Regions from separate parts of the Mus musculus genome. Here regions 1, 2 and 3 are each linked to region 4. A link is a contact called in public HiChIP or PLAC-seq and promoter capture Hi-C data. All regions are on one chromosome and are shown on one strand. The core of a region is the stretch at or near the end of the contact, and the rest is flanking DNA. Distances in the headings are between cores, read along the strand shown.

Evidence for each region. Promoter capture Hi-C pulls out the DNA fragments that hold promoters and counts their contacts. HiChIP or PLAC-seq counts read pairs in DNA pulled down with a chosen protein or histone mark.
Region 1: an H3K27ac HiChIP or PLAC-seq map of microglia shows a contact between it and region 4, with 11 times the contacts expected there. The contact joins the promoter of Lamtor5 here to the promoter of Tmem167b in region 4. A contact is called at or near these places in 3 of 39 promoter capture datasets (liver and pre-B cells) and 1 of 115 datasets of contacts at active chromatin or transcription factors (microglia).
Region 2: a promoter capture Hi-C map of pre-B cells shows a contact between it and region 4, with 4 times the contacts expected there. The contact joins the promoter of Prmt6 here to the promoter of Tmem167b in region 4. A contact is called at or near these places in 3 of 39 promoter capture datasets (embryonic stem cells, liver and pre-B cells).
Region 3: a contact with region 4 is called in a promoter capture Hi-C map of pre-B cells, with 2.6 times the contacts expected there. The contact joins the promoter of Cd53 here to the promoter of Tmem167b in region 4.

Annotation. Positions count from the first base shown.
Region 1 is chr3:107,277,478-107,283,112 of GRCm38.p6, reverse strand. Lamtor5 (late endosomal/lysosomal adaptor, MAPK and MTOR activator 5) reads right to left here and starts at 4,255. Exons shown (of 4, transcript NM_026774.2): 1 at 4,000-4,255; 2 at 3,182-3,243; 3 at 1,087-1,204. The coding sequence starts at 4,196.
Region 2 is chr3:110,248,449-110,253,894 of GRCm38.p6, reverse strand. It overlaps Prmt6 (protein arginine N-methyltransferase 6), which reads left to right and starts at 2,896. Exons shown (of 1, transcript NM_178891.5): 1 at 2,896-5,370. The coding sequence starts at 2,924. The coding sequence ends at 4,060.
Region 3 is chr3:106,788,007-106,793,579 of GRCm38.p6, reverse strand. Cd53 (CD53 antigen) reads left to right here and starts at 3,431. Exons shown (of 8, transcript NM_007651.3): 1 at 3,431-3,613.
Region 4 is chr3:108,560,059-108,566,290 of GRCm38.p6, reverse strand. It overlaps Tmem167b (transmembrane protein 167B), which reads left to right and starts at 3,825. Exons shown (of 3, transcript NM_026198.2): 1 at 3,825-4,020; 2 at 5,973-6,104. The coding sequence starts at 4,011.

The sequences.
Region 1 (5,635 bases), core at 3,006-5,505, 1.3 Mb after region 4:
TGTATGTGTCTGTCCGTGTGTGTCATTATACACACTGGTGCCTGAGAAGGCCAGCGAGTGGTGTTGGTTCCTCTGGAGTTGGAGTTATAAGTGGTTGTGAACTTCCAAATGTGGGTGCTGGGAACTGACACAGGTCCTCTGGGAGAGTGCCATGTGCTTTCAACCACTGAGCCGCCTCCCCAGCTCTTAATTCTTATTTATGTTACTTATTTTGGGGGTCTGTATGTGTGCCACTGCTTGCATGACAACGTCAGGGTGTTTGTCTCCTCAGTCATGTGGGTTCCAGGTATGGAGTTCCAGTCATCAGACTTGGCAGCAAGCACGTCTATTTGCTTAGCCATCTTGCTGGCTCCTGGTTCTAATTTTAATTTGTATATATTTATACATATATCGATATTAATATCTTCTTTTTCCCTTGCCCCAAACTGACCAAAGTATGCATTTTTAAAGGTTCACATACTCTATCTCTGTGCAGGTGTGCACATACAGGTGTGTGCATGTACACACACCTATGTATAGGCACGGAGGTCAGAAGAAGGTGCTGGGTGTCCTCTATTACTGTGCAACTATCCTTTGATGTGTGGTCTTATCCCTGAGCCTGAGCCTCATTTTCTCTGCTACACTGGAGGACAGCCAGCTCCAACAATCCTCCCATCTCTGCCCACCCCCTCGCCCCTGACTGAGGGCTGAGGTTGCAGGTGTTTGTTGTGTGGGTGCTGGGGTACTAGTATATAAGCTCTCATCCTCGGGACTGTGGCTCTTAAGCACTGGCATTTCTCCAGCCCCACAGTTTTGTTTTCTTCCTTTTATCACTTAGCATCTGAATAAAGATCTTTATCTAGGAATATCTTTAAGACCTTACTTTAGGGAATTCTATGCAGCTAATCATTTTTTGTGTTTTTACTGTTTTTCCTTTATTGGAGTGGCAAACTGATAGTTCTTATTTTAATGAAGTTCTGTTCTCATGAGGCCTGGATGTCCAATGGCTCTGTGGTGCATTGACTAATGAACTACCACTGAATGCAGGGGAAAGCCCAATCAAGTTTTTCAGAACAAAAAGAAAGGGGTGTGCTGGTATGTACTCACCCATTATCTGATTCTAAACATACCACAGGGATGTCGGTGGGGTCAGAGGTTAGCCTAGCTGCCTGCTGGGCTAGAACAGATATGACTCCAGCGTGCTCATCCGACAGGGTACCACGGCCTAGAGAATAGTGAGAAGTGTCTAAAAATTAATATAAACCTATAGTTTAGTATCTCCTCCAGAATTATTTGTGAAAAAGAAACTCCGCTCACGGCCTTTTTGCCTTTAGGTTAAGTACTGACAAGAAAGGATCTCTCTCACCTGGTACTCAGCTGAGTCCATTAGTGAGAAAGCCTGGCAATTGTTCTTAAATCAGCAAAGTCGTAAACGACATGTAGTTTTCAGAGTTATTCCCCTCACTATCTCTAAACACCTTCTCAAGCATATAAGGAAGCTGTAATTCAAGTCATCTGATGGTAGTAACTATTTTATAGGAACCTTGCTGAAACCAAGAAATTCAAAGGCGAGAGTGACAAAAAGCATTCAGTATGGATAAGGGGCTTGTTGATGCTAATTAATTCCTTATGGGAAATCTGAGTTTCTCTTCCTATGCTCAATCTCAAAGAAGCAGCCATTACTCAGAAGTCCAGTTGTAAGATCACCTTGCCAGCATATGTGAAGACCTGTGAGCAACTATTTCTGCTAGCAGAAGCTAGCTGGGCTCCTTTCAAATGTCCCCCGAGTCTTTACTATTACTTTGACTTGTATTAACTAAATCAGGCTCTAGGCACAAAAGGTAACCACCAAGCTTATTATAGATCCCTGAAATAAAGGGGTTTACTTACACCTAAAACTAAGGTAGTAGACAATATAACCTGGCAGAAATTCTGGATTGACTATTACTACATAAAAAATCCGTAGGCCAAAGTGCAGCCCGGAAATCTATTGGAAATAGCAACTTCGCACCTTGAAGGTTTTACTTAGTTTTTTTTTTTCCTCCACATTTGCATTTAAAGAGTTTTCATTAGTAACTTGGCAAATGCTTCAAAAAAATTTACCTTTGTTCCAAATGGCTGCTTTTTGTATAAGACATAACTATATTACTTTTGTCAGGTATCATACCAGCAAAAGATCAGAGCTCTAAAAAACCTGCATCAGTTATAAGGATTCTTGGGTTTACTAGTTTCTGACATTAATTAACTTTAGCTATTTACCTTTCTGGACTTAGTTCCTTATCTGTAATTGCTACAATTTATTGAACACCACACAAACACATCTTGGTTCTGTACTGGGTGTTTTAAGCTTTGGAGCCAGCTTTAAAAACATCCTATCTCAACCATTCATTAGGTGTTTGACCCTGGGCAAGGTACTTTTAAGCTTGCTAAATTTCTTGACCATAAAGGGCTTTGGTGGGGGGGGGGGGGCAGGAAGGGGGGTTATGTACGTTTTATAATGAAAACACTAAGAATAGTGCCTGGCTGGGCATGGTGATGCACACCTTTGTTCCCAGCATTCAAGGGATAGAGGCAGGCAGATCTCTGTGAGTTACAGGCCAGCATGGTCTACAAAGTTTGTTCCAGGACAGCCAGGGCCACGTAGAATAAGTTTTTAAAAAAAAATGTCTTAAGACAACACACACATAATGTATGTATGAAATAAAATAACCCAATGAAGAAACTGAAGCCCCAAGAGGCTCCTTCTGTTCGGCACTCATGTTGCTAGCAGACAGCATCGGAGAATGGGGTTGAAGTCAGACGTGTCTAACTAGGAAATCCCTATTTTTACTGACAATAACTTACTGTTGAGAGTGGCTGGACTAGCAGCCAGCATCATCCATTTTCAGGGTTATTGAGGCAATTAAGGAAATAGTGTAGCCTGACTGTGCCTGCACAGGGAATGCATTCAGTAAAGATGTCCTTATCTAAAGCCCTTTTCTAGACCACTTAAAATTTATTCAAAACCATTTTAGTAGGAACAGTTGTAGAACTGGGAGGAACATTTCTGCCTTTAAAATGCAACTGAAAGGCTTCAACCATCTACTCTTACTTGGAGATAGTCTCTATGCCCTAAAGGTAACAGGAATAAAAGCTAGAAAATAGTAGCAGTGTAAGTTAAGGCTCTCAGAACTTCAAAGGGAGGCTGGTAGGAGACACTTACAGCCCAGATTAAGTCCTTGTGAATCTGTGCATAGGACTCCAACAATGGATGGATTCTTCATTCTAATTTTGGGAGCACAAGAAAGATGAACCAGATGATGTGAAGAAAATATTTCAAATTACTGTAGTAAAACAGATTTTCTATGCACCGAGTATTAAGCACTTCAAATCAGCCCTTAAATTTTTTCGCCCCCTTTCAGAGGACAAACTGTGAGTTGTTTAAATAAACAAAACAAAACCCAAACCATTTTCTCAGGCACCTCTGCTTCACAAAGACACAAACAAGGCAGTTATCTTTAGGGCTCTGTCCTTGGTATAGAAGCATGCTCTAGGACTGCAACTCCTGAAGACAACTGTTAAATCTCAGTAACGGGAATTGCTCCTGGAGGGGATTAAGAAGCTCAAGGAGGAGGTGTCTTCTTGTAAGCCACTTTACACCTCCCAATTTTAAATTTTACAGAGATAGCTGAAAAACTTTACGGATATATTTACTTCACAAGCGCTGAGCAACTGACGGGCCACAAACGCGGGAAGATGTGCGTGAAAGTGCTTTGGCACTGCGGGGGCTCGATTTAGCACACCCGGGGCATCCTTCCCCAAACTTAATCCGTTTCCCAAACTTCTCAAGAGCTACTCGATTCTGCGAACACGCCTAACGAAACTTTACTACCCAGTAACGAGCGGCCCGGCCGTAGGCAGAAGTCACCCGCTCGCCGCCCCGAGTGCCCCAAACGCTTCCGCAGACACTCGCGGTCCATGCCGCTGTCCCATTCCAGCTCCCCTGTCCGGAGCCCAGGACCGGCCGCACGCACTACTCACGTGTCCTCCAAATGCTGCTCCAAAGTCGCCTCCATCCCGCAGGCTGTCCGCCCCAGGCCAGGACCCCGCAGCAAAACACTTCCTCCTTCACCGCAAACCTCGATCACGTGACTTGACCGAGGCGGGCGCCTGGACGGCGTCTCCAGAGGGACGAAATTCAGCGCGGCGCCGCGTCCGCGCTCTTTACGAAAAGGCATAGCTACTACCACAGGACCAGTGATGGCTGGCTTTCGATTGGGGGTGCTGGGCCTTCAAAGCAATCTGTAGTCGGGCCTCAGGGCCTTTTCCTGACCTAGCACTTGGACTTAGTGATTTTTAACCTTTGGATTTGGTTCAAGCAATTTCCAGTCCTAACCAGACGTAGACCTGGTTTAAATTTTAAAGTAACCAGCAGGTCTGGCATGGTCTCATCTATGCAATAGGCCAATCGCTAAGAAGACAGTGCTCAGTTTCTGACCCTAGGTCAAGAGGCTGAGGTGTATACTTTACCTATCAAAGCAGAACTGGCCTCCAGGTTCTGCATCCCTCAGTTCCCACCTGGCATACCTTGCCCCCAACCCTGAACTTTCCAGCCCAGGGGCTGGGCTGCCCTTCCCTTTCTATAGGGCTCCTTTCTATAGAATCCAGACATTTTGGTCTCCTTCTCCTTTTCTCTCTCTGCACACATTCCCCCTTCTCTCTTTCTTCCTTCCTTTCCCAGGAAACTTCGCTGGCCTTGGTCCTTGGGGCCAGTGAACTCACCCACCGGCTGGCAGCTTCCCAATAAACCTGCCTTTAACATCATCTACTCTGGTTTAAATTGATTCATTTCACCAACATCGGAGGAGAAGTAACCTATCACACAGGGCCGATGGGGAGGGGTGCACACACGGGACTAAAGGAAGAGATGGCACACGTTGAAACCCCAAACTGCGTGCTGGGAAAGTGTCAGAATCTTAACATTGGTACCTTCTTTGTTCTCGTAGGTTGGCCTCGAATTCTCCCACCTTTGTCCTGTGATTTACTGCCATGTGCCATATTTAATTTGCATTGATACTTCTAATAGCTAGGTCATGGGAAGTTTTAGGGGGAAGAAATTAGGTTTAAGTTTTAGGTGTTAGTGAAGACCGTGTATTATTACTTTAAAATAACTGAGCTTTAAAATTTTTATTCCCTTTTCTGTTTTAGAGACAGTATCTCATATACCCCTCATTGCCCTCAAATTTGCAGTGTGTCCGAGGCTGGCCTTGAAGTATTGATCTCTCTGCTTTTACTTCCCAAGTGCTGGGATTACACCAACATGCCTGGGTTTAAAAACTTTAGAATAAACTAACCACTCATAGTCCTACTGTGAAGAGATGATAGTTTGATAAGGATATTTTGGAGACTATCTTTTCCATATGGCTATCTTTGCAAATGTATTATTTGAATTTTTTTTGTTTTTTGTTTTTTGTTTTTTTTTTTTTTTTGTTTTTCGAGACAGGGTTTCTCTGTGTAGCCCTGGCTGTCCTGGAACTCACTCTGTAGAGAAATGTTTTTTAAAAGCAAAATCAATATACATACTATATATACAATTCTGAATTATGTAGCAGGGATTCTTCACAGAATTTATTATAAATACCTTTTCAGGACAGTAAGTTTTTATTTACTTTGTTTG
Region 2 (5,446 bases), core at 1,647-4,146, 1.7 Mb before region 4:
AAAAACCCCTAAAGCTAATGATGTGATTTTATATGGGTTTTCGTAAAACCCATATTAGCAATTATATGGAGAATGGGTTAGTTGGGGGTGTGGCTAGCTGCAGTAAGATTCCATCAGAGACTGCCAGGCTAGAAAGACACCTTCATCTTCTGTAGAATTGGACTTTGGTAGTAAGAAGTGTGAAAAAGTAGATGAACTGACAAACTTTTATTTAAAGATTTTTTTTACAAGAAACTAAAAAGAAGTAAATTAAAAATTGGATTTATAATAAACACATTCTGGGGCAGGGAGATGACTCAGGAGGACAAACACTTACAGCCAAGCCTGACAACTGGAGTTGGATCCCAAGTACCACATTATAAGGAGAGCCCCAACCTCCTTAGCTGTCCTTTAACCTCTACAAGCATCCTATAACACACAAGCAAAATAGCAAAAGTTAATTAATTAATTAATTAACTCTTCAAAAGTGAAACACTAAACACACCCAAAAGGGAAGCTGGCGGTTTGAGATCAGAATAAGAGAAGTATAGGCTAAGGGAAAGCTCATTGTGTGTTATCAAATTCTCACATTTATAACTAATCTCATGTGCTCTTCTAGGCGTTACTTCATTAACGGAAGATAAGAAACCAAGGTAAAAAGGAAGAATACCTATTTTATGGATTTTCAGTTATAGGTTGCTGAGCCCTGACTATTGAAAATAATGATATAAGATTTAATTAAATCAAAATTAGCCATAATCATCTGGTTTCACATTATGATTCCCCAGCAGCTTTAAAAACTAGATGCCCGAGTTCCCCTGAGTGGCTCTCATTTAGCTGGGTTGAGGTGGACCCTAGCATGGGTATTTCAATAAAGCTCCATGGAGGGTTCTAATGAGCCAGGACTGGGAGCCTTGAGATTACAAGTACAGCTGAGGATTTCACATTAATAAACCAATTTCATTAGCGACACTGATAGAGAGAAAAGGGGAAGAAATTCTGTTGCCTAGAAGTTTAATGTAGTTAAGTATTTTTAACACACACACACACGCTAAAAGCCCATTTTCTTTTGTGTGATCAGTTTTTAAGCTTGAAAAATATTATTCTTAATAAGAAAGTAGTTTAACATCTTTACATTTATTAATTTTATTTTTTTTGTCTCTATGTTTGGACATCACATACATACTTGATACTCTTGGAGGCCAAAGGAAGGCAACAGGTCCCCTGGGACTGCGGTTAAAGCCAACTGAGAGCATTCATGTGGATATTCTAATCTAACCTGGGTCTTCTGGAAGAGCAGCCAGTGCTGTCCATTGCTCCTGTTCCAGATACCAGTACACATTCTTTAAATTATTGTTTTTATGTTATGGCCAATGAAGAGATTAATTTATTGTTAACCAAGCTTCTTTTTGACTAACAGAAAAAATAAAATAACTGAGCCTGTGGGTATCAATTCTGGCTTTAAAAGGAGATATAGCAGAATTTTTTTTAAAAGTGAATTGCATTGGAAAAGAAGTCAAAAGAGATGAGTTTCACCATTTCTCCAAGCAAGTGTTTTTACACAGATACATAGATTTAAGTGTATGTATGTGTATATATAAGCTGGTCACCAAAGACACTGGAAATGGGTTTGAGAATATCATACCCTTGATGTTAATTGTTCTTTAGTTTGAACTACAGAAGTTTCAGAACAGGACTCAAGACCAAGTAAACTATTCTCCAGAGACACAGTGGTGGCTGATACATTTCATGGCCACAGCACTTCTTCAGTATTTGCCCTGGAGCTTAACGTACCTCAGGGATCACTTTGGACTCAGAATCAAGATCTTGTATTATTTGGTTTTCACTTTGCGTCATACATATTCTTTGTATCCTAACTCTGGTTAGAACAGAGAGTTTGGTGAGTTACAACTGTCAGAGAAGGGACAAGAACTGTGCCACATAATTCAGTAGTGGGGGGCGGGGGAGGTCCTGTGAGGGAAACATAGACTTGTAGCTGTAAGTGGTGTGCCTACATCAAGAATGTGTAAAAATGAGTGTAGTGACTATTCCTGGCTATCATCAACTAGACTATATCTGGAGTGAACTACAGTCCAGAATTGGAAGGCTCACTCACCTGTGATCTTGAGGCTGAAAGACACAGGTTTCTGACTTGAACCGAGTGGAGGTTTTTTTGTTTGTTTATTTTTTCTTTGAGGCAGGGTTTCTCTGTGTAGCCTTGGCTGTATTAGAACTCACTCTGTAGACCAGGCTGGCCTCGAACTCAGAAATTCGCCTGCCTCTGCCTCCCAAGTGTTGGGTTTAAAGGCGTGAGCCACCACGCCCGGCCTTGGCAGGAAGATCTTGAGGCATATGGCCATGAAAAGTTTAGCCTCAGGCAAGGTAGTACATGCCTTTAATCCCAGGAAACTTGAGACAAAAGCTCAAGGTCAGCCTGGGAAAAGGAAGTCCCAGATCCGGAAGTGGTGATACACACCTTTATTCTGGGACACACCTGCGGGAGGCCTACATAAGGTCACTGGAAGAAGGAAAACTCACTTTTTCTGCCAGGACGCCGTGTGGGACTGAGCAGCTGCTAGATCCTTGGATTTTCATTCACAGCTGCTGCTGACCATCTTTGGGGACTACAGATTGTAAGTCATCAACAAATTCTCTTACTCTACAGAGGCTACCCATACGTTCTGTGACTCTAGAGAACCCTGACAAGGGGTAAAAGGAAAGGGCAAAAACTGAAAGGATCTCGGGAAAATAGTGTGGTCTTAGAGAACAACTTGTCATGGCGTTAGAGGAAAATAACGGTGTGCCAAGATTGACTCTGGTTGAGCCTCTGCCCTCAGGAAGCGGGATGCAGGAAGCGGACTACGAATCCCAGCAGGCCCCGGGGACTCTGAGCCTGCGCACCGCACCGCGCAACGAATGCTGGGGGTCGGCTGCCGGGGCCAAGATGTCGCTGAGCAAGAAAAGAAAGCTTGAGTCGGGGGACAGCGGAGGCGCCGGCGCCGGAGGGGAGGGAGCCGAGGAGGAAAATGGCGGGGAGCAGGAGGCGGCCCCGCCACGACCCCGGAGGACCAAGAGCGAGCGGGACCAGCTGTACTACGAGTGCTACTCCGACGTCTCGGTCCACGAGGAGATGATCGCCGACCAGGTCCGCACCGAAGCCTACCGCTTAGGCATCCTGAAGAACTGGGCCGCGCTGCGAGGCAAGACGGTGCTGGACGTGGGCGCGGGCACCGGCATTCTCAGCATCTTCTGTGCCCAGGCCGGGGCACGGCGCGTGTACGCGGTGGAGGCCAGCGCCATCTGGCAACAGGCCCGGGAGGTGGTGCGGCTCAACGGGTTGGAGGACCGCGTGCACGTCCTGCCGGGCCCGGTGGAGACCGTGGAGCTGCCGGAGCGAGTGGACGCCATCGTCAGCGAGTGGATGGGCTACGGACTTCTGCACGAGTCCATGCTGAGCTCCGTGCTCCACGCGCGGACCAAATGGCTGAAGGAGGGCGGTCTCCTCCTGCCAGCTTCCGCGGAGCTCTTCGTGGCCCCGATTAGCGACCAGATGCTCGAGTGGCGTCTGGGTTTCTGGAGCCAGGTGAAGCAGCACTATGGCGTGGATATGAGCTGCATGGAGAGCTTCGCCACGCGCTGCCTCATGGGCCATTCGGAGATCGTGGTGCAGGATCTGTCCGGAGAGGACGTGCTGGCCCGGCCGCAGCGCTTTGCCCAGCTCGAGCTGGCCCGAGCCGGCCTGGAGCAGGAGCTGGAGGCTGGTGTGGGCGGGCGCTTCCGCTGCAGCTGCTATGGTTCCGCGCCTCTACATGGTTTCGCCGTCTGGTTTCAAGTGACCTTTCCCGGAGGGGACTCGGAGAAACCTCTGGTGCTGTCCACCTCGCCTTTTCACCCGGCCACCCACTGGAAGCAGGCGCTCCTCTACTTGAACGAGCCGGTGCCGGTGGAACAAGATACGGACATTTCCGGAGAGATCACCCTGCTGCCCTCCCCGGACAACCCCCGGCGTCTGCGCATACTTCTGCGCTACAAAGTGGGAGACCATGAGGAAAAGACCAAAGACTTTGCCATGGAGGACTGAGCGTTGCCTTTTCTCCCCCTCCACCTTCTTCGGAAGGTCCGAAGAGAAAGGGAGATCGCCTATGCAAGTTGGGGACATAGCTGTCTCTTTTACCTCACCGCTCCAGTCTTCATTTGAGGACATTCTTCTGGCAGTGTTTATTTTAAAAGTGAGCATCCCTGACCAAGGACTGATGCAGTGTGCTTACTAACGGGCTTTTAAACCTGGAAAGCATGTAGTATAAAGAAACTCTTGTATTTCTGTTTCTTTTGTTTAACTGCCGGGGTTGGGGGGGGGGCAATAAATGTGATCTTTTTATAATTGGTCCACGAGCTAATCTGACACCTCCCCATCCCTATCAGTATGAAACTGGGAGAAAGGCAACATGGTCTGATTACATTTCAGAAACTTGCAGAATGATTTTTAAAGCTGTTTCTTTCAGCTGGAATTCTCTCAAGTCTTGAGTGCCTACCTGTGCTTCCTTATATTCTAACGTTCATATTGTTAGTAAGGAAGTGGGGCACAGGAGAAGTATTTTAAATAACCCTGCTCTCCTTACGCTTAATTCACGGAGTGCTAAATTTGATGAACCTTAGTAAAATGGCTTAATTTTACAGCCTGCCTAGGCAATTCTGAGAGTGACAGGAGAAAAGGTCTGAAAGTGAAATAGTGATGGGGTGTTAATATTTTTATTTTGACTTTCAAGACTGAGCCGAGAAAACCTATGTTTTATAATATAAATATTTTTGTGACTCTTGTAAAGCAGTCTGATAGGGAAGGTTGCTGAACCTAGCCCAAGGGCGGACCCTTTACCTCTTGTGCTGGCTTTATTTAAGCACAGGTCTAATTCTGTATGAAAGGAACGCGAGCACTCTAATCTAATAAAAGTTCCTGTCTTCAGTTCTTCTTAGTTCAGACAACTGTGAACAGTGTGCATTTGGGGAGCTCCCTTACAATGATGTGTGAGTCAGATTGTCACATTTACTTCACATATTTCCTTTCCCTCCTTTCTGTGGCAAATAAAACGGCATTCTCACTTTTTATAGCTGAGGTCTTTAGACGTTTTGTGTGTGGTCTGTGAGTTTACTATAATGCTGCTACTTGTCTTGGTGTCAAAGCTCCTGCAGAACTCAGCTTCAGAACAGCTCAAATGATGATTAACATGGTTTTGAGCTCTAGCTGTGTAAGACTTAACGGGTGTGGAAAACTGCTGTTCTTAAGTACTATTGAATTTCACTTTTTGTAACCTTGGTTCTGTTTTTGGCTTTTTAAAAACATTGTATATTAAATTGCTAAAGTATTAAAACTAATTTGCTGGGGCTCTATTTTGAAGGAAAAATACAAATATAAAACCACCAGTTTCACAAAACAAGCATATTTTGATATCAGAATACTTAACATCTTTTA
Region 3 (5,573 bases), core at 2,182-4,681, 1.8 Mb after region 4:
GGAGTTGAAGGGGATGGCAACTCCATAGGAAGACCAAAAGTATCGACTAACTAGGACCCCTGGGAGCTCTCAGAGACTAATCCACTGACCAAAGTGCATACATGGGCTGGTCCATGGCCCCCTGAACTTATGTAGCAGAGGACTCAGTGGAGGATGTGCCAAATCATGTATAGACTTGATGCCCCAAGGAAGAGGGATGTGGGGAATGAAATGGGAGTGGAGAGGTGAGGGGGCACTGGGTGGGTGGATAGAGGAGCACCCTTTTAGAGGCAAGGGGAGCAGGTATGAGGTGAAGAACTCTTAGAGAGGGAACCAGGAAGTGTGGCAACATTTGGAATATAAAGAAATAAAACAATTTTAAAAAAGCATGAACAAGGGGATTGAAAAATTGTAAAAGTCAGAGGACCAGGATTAAAAGTAGTTTTAATTTGTGTCTTTCTGCTGGCTGAGGATGCTCAATATTTAAAAAAATATTTGTTGTCCACCTGTTTTTCTTCTTTGGAGAACTGTCTGTTAAGTTCATTGACCTATTCATCAATAAGCAGTTTTGAAGGTTTTCTTGTTTTTTGGGTTTTTGTTTTGTTTTGTTTTGTTTTGCTTTTGGTGCTTAGTTTGTGCAACTCTTTATATTTCTAAATATCAAACCCCTTTGAGATACAGCTGGCAAAGGTATTCTCTTCTGTATTCTGTCTACTTTCTGAGAGGCTGTGTAGATTAATTTTCTTTAATCCCATTTTTTAAAATCATGGGTGTATTTCCTGTTCTATTGGGATTCTATTCCAAAAAGGGGTTGGTTATACCAATCTGTTGAAGTGTTTTCCATAGTAGTTTTAGCATTCTAGGTTTTAAATTTTTTTGTTTGTTTGTTTTTTGTTTTTTGAGACAGGGTTTCTCTGTATAACCCTGGCTGTTTTGGAACTCACTTAGTAGACCAGGCTGGCCTTGAACTCAGAAATCCACCTGTCGCTGCCTCCCTGAGGCTGAGATTAAAGGCGTGCACCACCACCTCCCGGCTCTAGGTTTTAAATTAAGGTCTTTGGTGCACTTTGAATTTATTTTTGTAAAGGGTAAAAGAAAATACAGATTTAATTTAATTCTTCTGTTAGTAGCTATCTAATTTTGCCAGTTTTAATTCAATACATTTTAGTTTTTCTTTTCTTTATTTATTTATGTTAAATTTTATTAGATATTTTCTTCATTTACATTTCAAAAGCTATCCCAAAAGTCCCCTATACCCTCACCCCGCCCTGCTCCCCTACCCACTCACTCCCACTTCTTGGCCCTGGCATTTCCCTGTACTGGGGCATATAAAGTTTGCTAGATCAAGGGGCCTCTCTTCCCAATGATGGCCAACTAGGCCATCTTCTGCTACATATGCAGCTAGAGACAGGAGCCCTGGGGGTACTGGTTAGTTCATATTGTTGTTCCACCTATAGGGTTCCAGACTCCTTCAGCTTTTGGGTACTTTTTCTAGCTCCTACGTTGGGGGCCCTGTGTTCCATCCTATAGATGACTGTGAGCATCCATTTCTGTATTTGCCAGGCACTGGCAAAGCCTCACAGGAGACAGCTATATCAGGGTCCTTTCAGCAAAATTTTGCAGAAGTGTCTGCGTTTGGTGGCTGATTCTGGGATGGGCCCCAAGTGGGGCAGTCTCTGGATGATCCATCCTTTCGTCTTAGCTCCAAACTTTGTCTCTGCAACTCTTTCCATGGATATTTTATTCCTTATTCTAGGGAGGAATGAATTATCCATGCGTTGGTCTTCCTTCTTGATTTTCTTGTGTTTTGGAAGTTGTGAAATTTATAGAGGAGAAAGTGCAGAAAACCCTCGAAGATATGGGCACGGGGGAAAAATTCCTAAACAGAACAGCAATGGCTTGTGCTGTAAGATCAAGAATCGACAAATGGGACCTCATAAAATTGCAAAGCTTCTATAGGGCAAAAGATATTGTCAATAAGACAAAAAGGCCACCAACAGATTGGGAAAGAATTTTTACCAATCCTAAATCTGATATGGGACTAATATCCATTATATACAAAGAGCTCACTAAGCTGAACTCTAGAAATTCAAATAACCCCATTAAAAATGGGTTACAGAACTAAACAAAGAATTTTTGACTGAGGAATATGGAAGGGCTGAGAAGCACTTGAAAAAATATTCAACATTCTTAATCATCAGAGAAATGCAAATCAAAAGAACCCTGAGATTCCATCTCACACCAGTCAGAATGGCTAGGATCAAAAATTCATGTGACAGCAGATGCTGGGGAGGATGTGGAGAAAGATGAACACTCCTCCATTGCTGGTGGGATTGCAAACTGGTACAACCACTCTGGAAATCAGTTTGGCGGTTCTTCAGAAAACTGGACATAGTACTACCAGTAGATCTAGCAATACCTCTCCTGGGCATATACCCAGAAGATGTTCTAACTGGTAAAAAGGACACATGGTCCACTATGTTCATAGCAGACCTATTTATAATAGCCAGAAGCTGAAAAGAACCCAGATGTCCCTAAACAGAGGAATGGATACAGAAAATATGGTACATTTACACAATGGAGCACTACTCAGCTTTTAAAAACAATGAATTTATGAAATTCTTGGGCAAATGGATGGATCTGGAGTATCACCCTGAGTGAGATAACCCAATCACAAAAGAAATCCTTTGATATGCACTCACTGATAAGTGGATATTAGCCCAGAAACCTAGAATACCCAAGATAGTTTTTTTTTAAACAAGATTTGTTTACTTATTATGTATATGTATATGTATATGTATATGTGTATGTGTATGTGTATGTGTATGTGTATGTGTATGTGTGTGTATATGTATAATGTATATGTATATGTATATGTATATGTATATACTGTAGCTGTCTTCAGGCACACCAGAAGAGGGCATTAGATCCCATTTATAGATGGTTGTGAGCCACCATGTGGCTGCTGGGAATTAAACTCAGGACTTCTGGAAGAGCAGTCAGTGCTCTTAACTGCTGAGCGATCTCTCCAGCTGCATTTTTGTTTTTCTAGTTCATGTTTTGATACACCTTTGTCCAAAAGTAGATATTCAATCCTACACAAGTTTATCTCTGTGTCCTCTACTATGCTATATTGATCTACAAGTATGGTTTCATTCCAGTACCATGCTGGCTTGGTCAGTATGGTTTAGTAGTATAGTTTGTGGTCAAACGGTGGGGACACATACACAGAAACAGACCCACGGGTATTTTGTAGTTGCTGCTTCAATTGAGAAGCACTGTTCTATGGCCAGGAAATATCACTCAAATTACTGTAAAGTTCACCAGAACTCAGATTGGTGTGTCAGACCTTCTTTAGCTTCCAGAAACCAGCTTAGAATAGGCTGGGAGTGGAAGCCTCTGCAAGTTCACTGAGGAACAGTTGACTATCTGAGCCTAAGAGAGAACACTCAGTCTCACTTCCTCACTCTTCTCGCTTGGGTTTCCTGTCGTCACAGCATGATTGTATTTTTTCTCTCTTCACTTCTCCTTTTACACAAATAGACATAGACTTCTGGGTTACAGGCTGTGCTGGCCACCTAAAAGATAATCAGTGAATTCTACCTGAAGTACTGAGGGACACTGCCTTCAAAAGGTAAGATTTATGACTTTTAACAGCTCTAAATCAGCTAATAAGGCACATAGCATTTTGAGAGTCTCCACACATCCCTTTAGTAACTTTAAAATGTGATGTGTTTACAAATATTTAGATCAGCACTTCCCTTAGGCAACTGGGCTAGAAATACTTTGATTTAATTGGTGTTTTATTTTCTGATATCTCTTTGGGCCTAAGTATTCATAAGCTTACATTATTATGCCACTTGAATTGCTTACTGTATATGGTGGTTTCTAATGCTTGAAGTTTTTGAGGTGAGATGAGATGAAATTGGGGAGATCTTCTATGTTGTTTTTTCTTCAAAAACTTGAAGTTTCATTTTAGAGCAGGGAGGAAAATCATAACCAGAGTGATTTAGAACAGTAGCCAGAAGACATGTTGTCTTTGTTTGAAAACATTTTAAAGGAAAGTTAGTGCTGAGAATGTCATGTTTTGATATAAGATAGATACAAAAAACCTGCAACATAGGTGTTCTGCAATGTACTTCATGTATTTTATTCCTATGGCTTAGTTTGGGGGAAGGTAAACATTGTGATCTGAAGGGCTTCTTTCTTCACTTTAAATGGTCTGTGATACACAAAGCTTGAACATTGACAAATTTCACATAAAATGTGCAGCAGAGAGGAAACCCACATAACTTGATACAGTAATAGTTTCCAACTTGCAAGCCATTCTAGGGTGTAAGTATTCAGCAAAATGATAGTCAAGCTTTGGTCAATACAAAATGTCTGTATCAGGTCTTTCTTGGTCCAAGAGCTGTGAAGAGCTCATTTGATTATAATCTAAAAGGGAGAAAGTAAAGTATCCATGTCCACATTTTCTCACCTAAAATTCAAGGGAGATGATTGGGAGTTAGTTGCAGCTTGTCAGAGCCACCCTCAGAGGCTACTAAACCTTATGTTTATAAATAGTGACCTAAGTGAACTAAGTTAAAAACCATGGGTTAGGCACCCTTTGATGTCTGACAGTATACTGTTGATACAGAGGAGAAATGAAGAAGAATGGAGAATTTGCCCAGTAATAGTTTTTTCCATGAGGAGCTTTTCTTGGTAATCATATCTATTAGAAGATTGAGCCAGAGAAGAATTTTATCTGCTGTGTGAGCAATGTTTTGCTTTCTCAATCTCGATCCAAATCTTCACTGCTTTGAAACTGGTTGATTAAGAGCAGATGCCAAACTGAAATGTGGTTTCCTGTGTGGGCCAGTTAAGGTTATTTTGCTTTTAGATATGATGTTTGCTTATCTTTATGCTCACAGGAAGTGATTCACAGCCTAGGCCAACACAACTACCTCACTACCACTCAAAGGATTTCAAGTTTTTTGTTAGCAAGAGGCAAATATATAAAGGAAAACCTCTGTTGTTTTGATATCTTCTATGTCCTCTGACTGCCTAGAAGCCTCAGACTAGTGCTTAGCTTCCTCATTCCCCACTACCCTGCAATGTCCCAACAGCCAGGCACTGTGCTCAGGTTCTAGAAACACAAAGTTAACGGATGTGGTTGTCAATCACAAAGAGATTACCATGGAGGGCAGATATTAGGACACACATAACACAAAATAATATGCTCTTTTCTATAAAGTAGGGAGAGTGCACACAATATACAGGAGTTCAGGAGTTTTCCAAAGACTCCCTCAGAGAGAAGACTACTATGAATGTATTATAGAGACTGGAACCATTAACATTTCCAGTTACAAGGCACTACATATGTACTCAAAGAAGTATTACTCCCCCACTTCCTGCCACAGGCATGGTAGAAATGAAATTAAGCAAGAGAGACTAATCACATGGTCACAGGAAGCACCAAGCCCTTTTTCCTACTAGGCAACTGAAAGTATATGGCAAGTTTACTCAACAGACAAGTGCTGGGTGTATCAAAGGGCAGAGTCTGAGACTTAAATACAATAATTTTGGTTGAATGTGGCTTTGAGTTAGGGCAC
Region 4 (6,232 bases), core at 2,576-5,075:
TGTAATTGGGGCTTTGCTTACAGTTTCAAAATCTTTGTTCATCCTCATCATGTCGGGAAGTCTGGTGGAGGGAGCATGATGGCAGGCAGGCAAAGGTTAGCGAACTAAGAGATATGCCCTGATCCATAGACTCAGAGAGAGACTGTGCCTGCCGGTGGGGCAGCTTTTTAAATCTCAAAGCCCACCCCCCAGTGACACACTTCCTCCAACAAGGCCACACCTTCTAATCCTTCTCAAACAGTATCACTCCTTATTGACTAAGCATTCAAGTACAGGAGCCTACGAGGGCCATTCTTATTCAAACCACAACAGTCACCTAGAGCAAGTAGTTTTTTTTCCACATTAAGGCTCTTCTCTTAAATGAATCTCCTGCTTTGTAAACTATGCTTGAGTACCTACATGAAACCAGGAGGAAATTCCTGAATACTTCATGTGTGGGCCAACTGAAGTGACCACTCTCTCCCCAACATCTTATCTTAGTTTTAGCTGTGATTAAAATCCTCCAGGCTATCAGCTTGATGGCAGGTACCCCACTTCTTGGTGTTTGGCCCTGCTGTCCAGGAGCTCTGCCTTCTTTCTCTTAAGCTTCCTCTGATAAAACTTTTAAACTCACTCTCTGTGGGCTATGAGTTTCTTTTTTCAAATTCAAGAGAGAACAGCCTGAAGCCACTGATCCACTGAGCTCCTGGCACCTTAACTCCTGGATTAACGCCCATCTCTGGCAAGAGACAAGGCTTCCAGCAAACTCAACAGTAGTACTTTCCCAAAATATTTTTATTGAACATAGTTTTTAGAATATATAAATCTTTCATGCTAAATAGGATATCAAATTACAAATTTTCTATCAAAGAGACCAATGTGGCTAGTAAAATGGCTCAGAAGGGAAGGAGGCTTGCTTCTAAACCTAACAACGTGAGTTTGGTCCCCAGGCCCCTCGTGGTAGAAGGAGAAAACTCACTTCTTTGAGCCGTCTTCTTATCTCTACATGTACACACACACACACGTACACACAGAAAAACACACAGAATAAAGAAATGCAAAAGAAAAGTGATATTTGCAAGCCGTGGAGCAGAATGGGTTACCAATGGAGTTAGCAATGAGAAAAATGGATTTTGTTTACAGATGTATTAAGAAAAAGCGAGAAATAACTTCTAAGAATGGGAGGAATGCCTTTCTTTTCTTTGACACTACTGAGGATTGAACGCAGAACTTTGAACCCATTAGGCATGTGTTCTATGGCTGAGCCACATCTCTGGCCCTTGTTTTATTGAAATGAAGTCTCACTACATGGCAAAGGCTGATCTGAAACTCACTCACTCACTCACCCACCCACCCACCCAAGTTGGTTTCCAACTTGACATTCCCCCAGCTCAGCCTGTTTTATTTTTATGTATGTGTGAGTGGTTTGTCTGTGTGTATATTTGTGTACCACAAGCCTGCTTGTGTGCCCACAGAGTCCAGAACAGCAGTGTGGGGCCCATGTAGAAGAAACTCAAAGTAATAAAATTAATGTTATAGAGGACTTAATGATAGATTTCCTTCACACAAGTAGAATTTAGCTACTTTTGCCTCCAAAATAATTAAAGGTAAGTAGCATGCTAACCAGCTCTGTTAGATAAATGAAGTTTTGGATGCTAGGATATAAATGTTTATTCATCAGGAATGACCAGCACACATTAGATCATATCTGCCATTAGACAGAATTGATTGAAGTGTACTTTGGGACTGGGACCCAAGATGACAGTGTTTGTGAAATGCATGCTTGTGAAGTGTATAAGCCAATGTGTATATGAGTTAGTGTCTTAGAGTTTCCATTGCTGTGAAGAGACACCACGGCCAAGGCAACTCTTACAAAGGTGCTGGCTTAGAGGTTCAGAGGTTCAGTCCACTATCATCATGGTTGGAAGCATGGCAGTTGTCCAGGCAGGCATGGCTCTGGAGGAGCTGAGGGCTCTGTATCTTGATCTGACTACAGCCAGGAGAAAGGGTCTAAAAGCCCACCCTACAGTAACACACTTCCTCCAACAAGGCCACACCTCCTAATAGTGCCACTCCCTGGGCCAAGCATACTGAAGCTACCAGTTAGTACAATCCTGTCAAGGCTGACTCTAATTTAGGCATTAACCACAGTCAGCCAGGCACTTTAGTACAGATCTTTGCCTTCATCTCTAAGTGTGAGGAACAATTTTTATTATTATTTCTACAACAGGATCTCCTGGAACCAGAGGAACATATCGTTGTGAGCCATCACTTGGATGCTGGAAACCTAACGAAGGTCTTAACAAGAGAAGCAAATGCTGTCAACCACTAAGCCATCTCTGCAGTCCTGTCTTGCTTTGTGGAATGTCCTGTGTGTATACACACATATGTAATCCAAGTGATTATATTAGTGATTATGTTAGGGTTTTTCTATATATCTTTTGGTTTTTGATGCTGTAATTTCTTAATTTGAGTATATTTTTTTCAATGACTCTTTTTTTTCTTCTTCTGGTTTTTCAAGACAGGGTTTCTCTGTATAGCCCTAGCTGTCCTGGAACTCACTCTGTAGACCAGGCTGGCCTCGAACTCAGAAATCCGCCTGCCTCTGCCTCCCAAGTGCTGGGATTAAAGGCGTGTGCCATCACTGCCCGGCTCAAGTACTCTTTCCTACATCAAACACTGTGGCTACTCTACTAGTGGTTTCCTCCTCTTGACTGTCCATTCCAAGTCTTCTGACAGTTTTGTTCTAGGTAACCAGGCGGTTCACAGCCAGCAGATGGCACTGTAGCAGGAATGGACAGAATTCTTAGGTTTCTGAGTGCAGCACTTTCAGTCAGACTCTAGAAAAGCAGACCCAGCTGTCTATAATTGAAGGTCCCAGTTTACAAAGCAGAACCTAAAGCTTTGTTCCCTGCACGCCAGCCCACCATTAGACTGTCATCATCTAGTCAAAACATCTTCAGAGAAGCCAGGGTACATTTCTGAAGAGGTGAGGCCAGCATGACTTAAACTCTGCAGATAAAGGAAACTATCCTGGTAATTTAAGGAAAAGAAAGTCATTCTAACAAACAGGAAGCTGTCTGAATGCTTCTGACAACCGAAAGCTTTAGGATCGGAAGCATGTGGCTTTTGTTATAGTTTCTTATTCCGTTTACGAAAGTCAGAGGCAGCTTGGCTAGATTTCCGCAAGAAGCCACCTAACAAGGGCTGTCCCAGGAGTCCGAGCAACTACTGTGGTATCCCCCTCAGCACTCAAACTCTCGTCGGGTTTCAGATATTACAGCACATATTACTGCTGCAGAGCATAGAAGCAAAACAAACAAACAAAACAAAACAAAACAAACAAGCCGTGTCCCCAAGAACGGTCCAACTATCCTGACAGTGGTGACGTTTTCAGCTTGGTATGGTAAGATACAGTGACCCTGCTGTAGTATACACACGTGCGCCACCTTACGTGCAATTGCTTCGCATTATAGCCTGGTTCCCAAGTGTTTTCTCTTGGAACTGTACCTGATTTCACTACCAGTTGTCACCTAAATAAGTTGGAGGAAACGGGATGGCTTTCTTTTGTTTCTTGGTCATGAATCACTGGAACCCTAAGTTTTGTTCTCAAGTAGATACAACGGGGAACGACATGTTCTGGCACACTGAACATGTGTCACAGAGCAATCCCTACAGCCTTTATTTTTCAAACACACTGTCTGGGTCCAGTCGGTCTAATTAGACAGGAGCAAGCAGGCGGACTTCCGGTTGCCATGACCACAAAGGAAGCCTCGCCCAACACGCTCTCCTCCCACTACGTAGGGACGCAGACGCTACGCAGGCAGGGCGAGGCTTTGGCTCGACGATCAGCTAATTATGCCTGATTGAGTTCGGCGTTTCTCTCGCTCGGCTCTCGCGCTTGCGTACTACGGCTCGTTCCCCGTCACCACGGCCCGGATCGGGAAGTGTCAAGTGGGAGCCGGGTTCCCCCGCATTTGCAGCCGCCACAGCTGAACCCGGACCCCTCACCCCAGCCGGGCACTACCGCCATGACGAACGGTGAGAGCTGGGGGCCCGAGCGGAGGGTGGCGGTAGAGGACTGGGACCAAACGTGGCGGGCGGGGCTAGACTGACGTGGCCGTTCCCCCCGCCCCCTCCCAGCCCGGCCCCCCTGGACCTTGGGGAGCCCCTAACTCCTGTCTGGGATGCTCCTTGCAGTTTCTCTTTTCTCAAGCCCATCAAGGTACCCTAGTGCCACACCTGACTTTTCGTTATCACCCTTTACTCTCTTTTCTTTCCTAGAAGTTGGTTCTGGCCGCTGGGGAGGTCGTTCACTATAGAATTATGTTGTTAGTCCCCAGGGGAGAGAAGCTGTTATCCAGTTCCCTAAGGTCTCATACTTTCTGACAGTAAGCTGGTTGAAAGGACTTAGTAATGGTATCAAATCCCACCGTTTGCGGGGGAGGTGATTGTAGACAACCCCCAAAGTTTTTTGTTTGTTTGTTTATTTTGTTAATTTAAAAGACACCAAAAAAAGCCTTCATTCGTTTGACTAAAGTCCTAGTTGGGTGGCTCCATCTGGAGCTTCTGGCTAATACCGCAAAGGGTGGATTTAGAAGCCGCCTTTTATTAGTGATGGAGCACTTGTAATTTTTCCAGATTGCTTCAAACAATTTTATAGTCATGATTTTCAGGTTCTAGAGCATGAATTAAGACCTTTATAGTCAGTCTTACAGGAACGGAAATAAGAAAGCCTTTTCTAGGTACTATGATTGGAGAGGCTCGGGAAAGTATTTCTCATAGACTTCCATAGACGTGACACTGAAGACTGAAATGTCATTTCCTTGTGAATTTTGGCATTGTCTCTTAACTTATAGGAGTAAAAGAGCAAGACATAAAGGCATCCATAGAAACTGTCTGTGAGCTGACTGATATACTGGAACTAGCTGTGAAATAGTTTCACTGGAAGAAGTCAGTATAGTCCAGAACTGGCGGGAACCGACAAAGACCCTGATTGTATATAATATCCATTTGAAGCTTTCTGGGTAGTCAGTCTTACCATAGTACACAAAGTTAAAGAAGGAACGGAGGAAGACATAGTGTAAACTAGGAAATAAAATATTCTGGCACAGTTGATTACTGAATAAAATCTGCCTTTATGTAATTCATTTTGCTTACCTGGGTATCACATGTAAGAAGCAGAACTAAGAGCTTTCTGTGTCACCTAAGCATCAGATACATTTTTGTTTTGTTGTTTTGAGAGTGGGCTTTGCAGGTTGTATTTGGCATGCCTCTAAGCCGAGCGTTGAGTAGGAGGAGGCAGGCAGACCACAAGTTTAAGGCCAGCCCTGCCTACACAGCAGGACGCTGTGTGGAGCAGAAGCAGGATATGGGCTCCCTTTCCCCTTTGTAACTTGGGCTGCACTTAGCTAACACCAGTGTTCCAGGGGTGCATCGTTCTGCCTCATGGACACCAGTGCTTCCTGTCTTCCATTTTGTGCCCATCTTTTGTCCTGGCAAGAATATGATTTGTTAACTGTACTGTACTTGAAATAGCAACGGAGTATAGCAAAAGTGTAGCCATATGAGGTTTAACTCTTGGAATTTCCACTAACGTTTATGGTCCGCCGTAACATATGCTTTACCAACAGATGCAGATCTGAAAATCTTGGCTAAAGACTGAGCTTTCCTGCATCAGATGAGTGATTTATATCAAGAACATATGTAAATCTGTATGCTCAGACTCCGAGGACTAGCCGAGTACTAGCCTCAGTTACTTCCAAGAGTGCCACACAAATACACGTGTGTCTTCTAGTTTGTAGTGAGGGCGGGGGAGTGGAGTGATAAAGGGGCTTTTTACAAGCAGGTTGGGGAAACAGTGCCAAGATCATGGACCCTTCCTGTTTACCGTTGGCCCTGCCGTTGAGGTGGCCTCAGCACTGCAGTCTGGGCAGCATCACCTCCTCAGGCACAGCAGCATCAAAGACTCTCTCTCCTTCTCTTTGTGACAGTGTACTCCTTGGATGGGATCCTGGTGTTTGGTTTGCTCTTTGTTTGCACCTGTGCCTACTTCAAGAAAGTACCTCGTCTCAAAACCTGGCTGCTGTCGGAGAAGAAGGGAGTGTGGGGTGTATTCTACAAAGGTAAGGCCTTATCTGCATGCAGAGAGAGAACATACGTAGCTACTTCTCAGCAACGGAGTATAGCAACAGTGTAGCCGTATGAGATTTAACTTTCGGAATTTCCACTAACGTTTATGATCCGCCTGAAC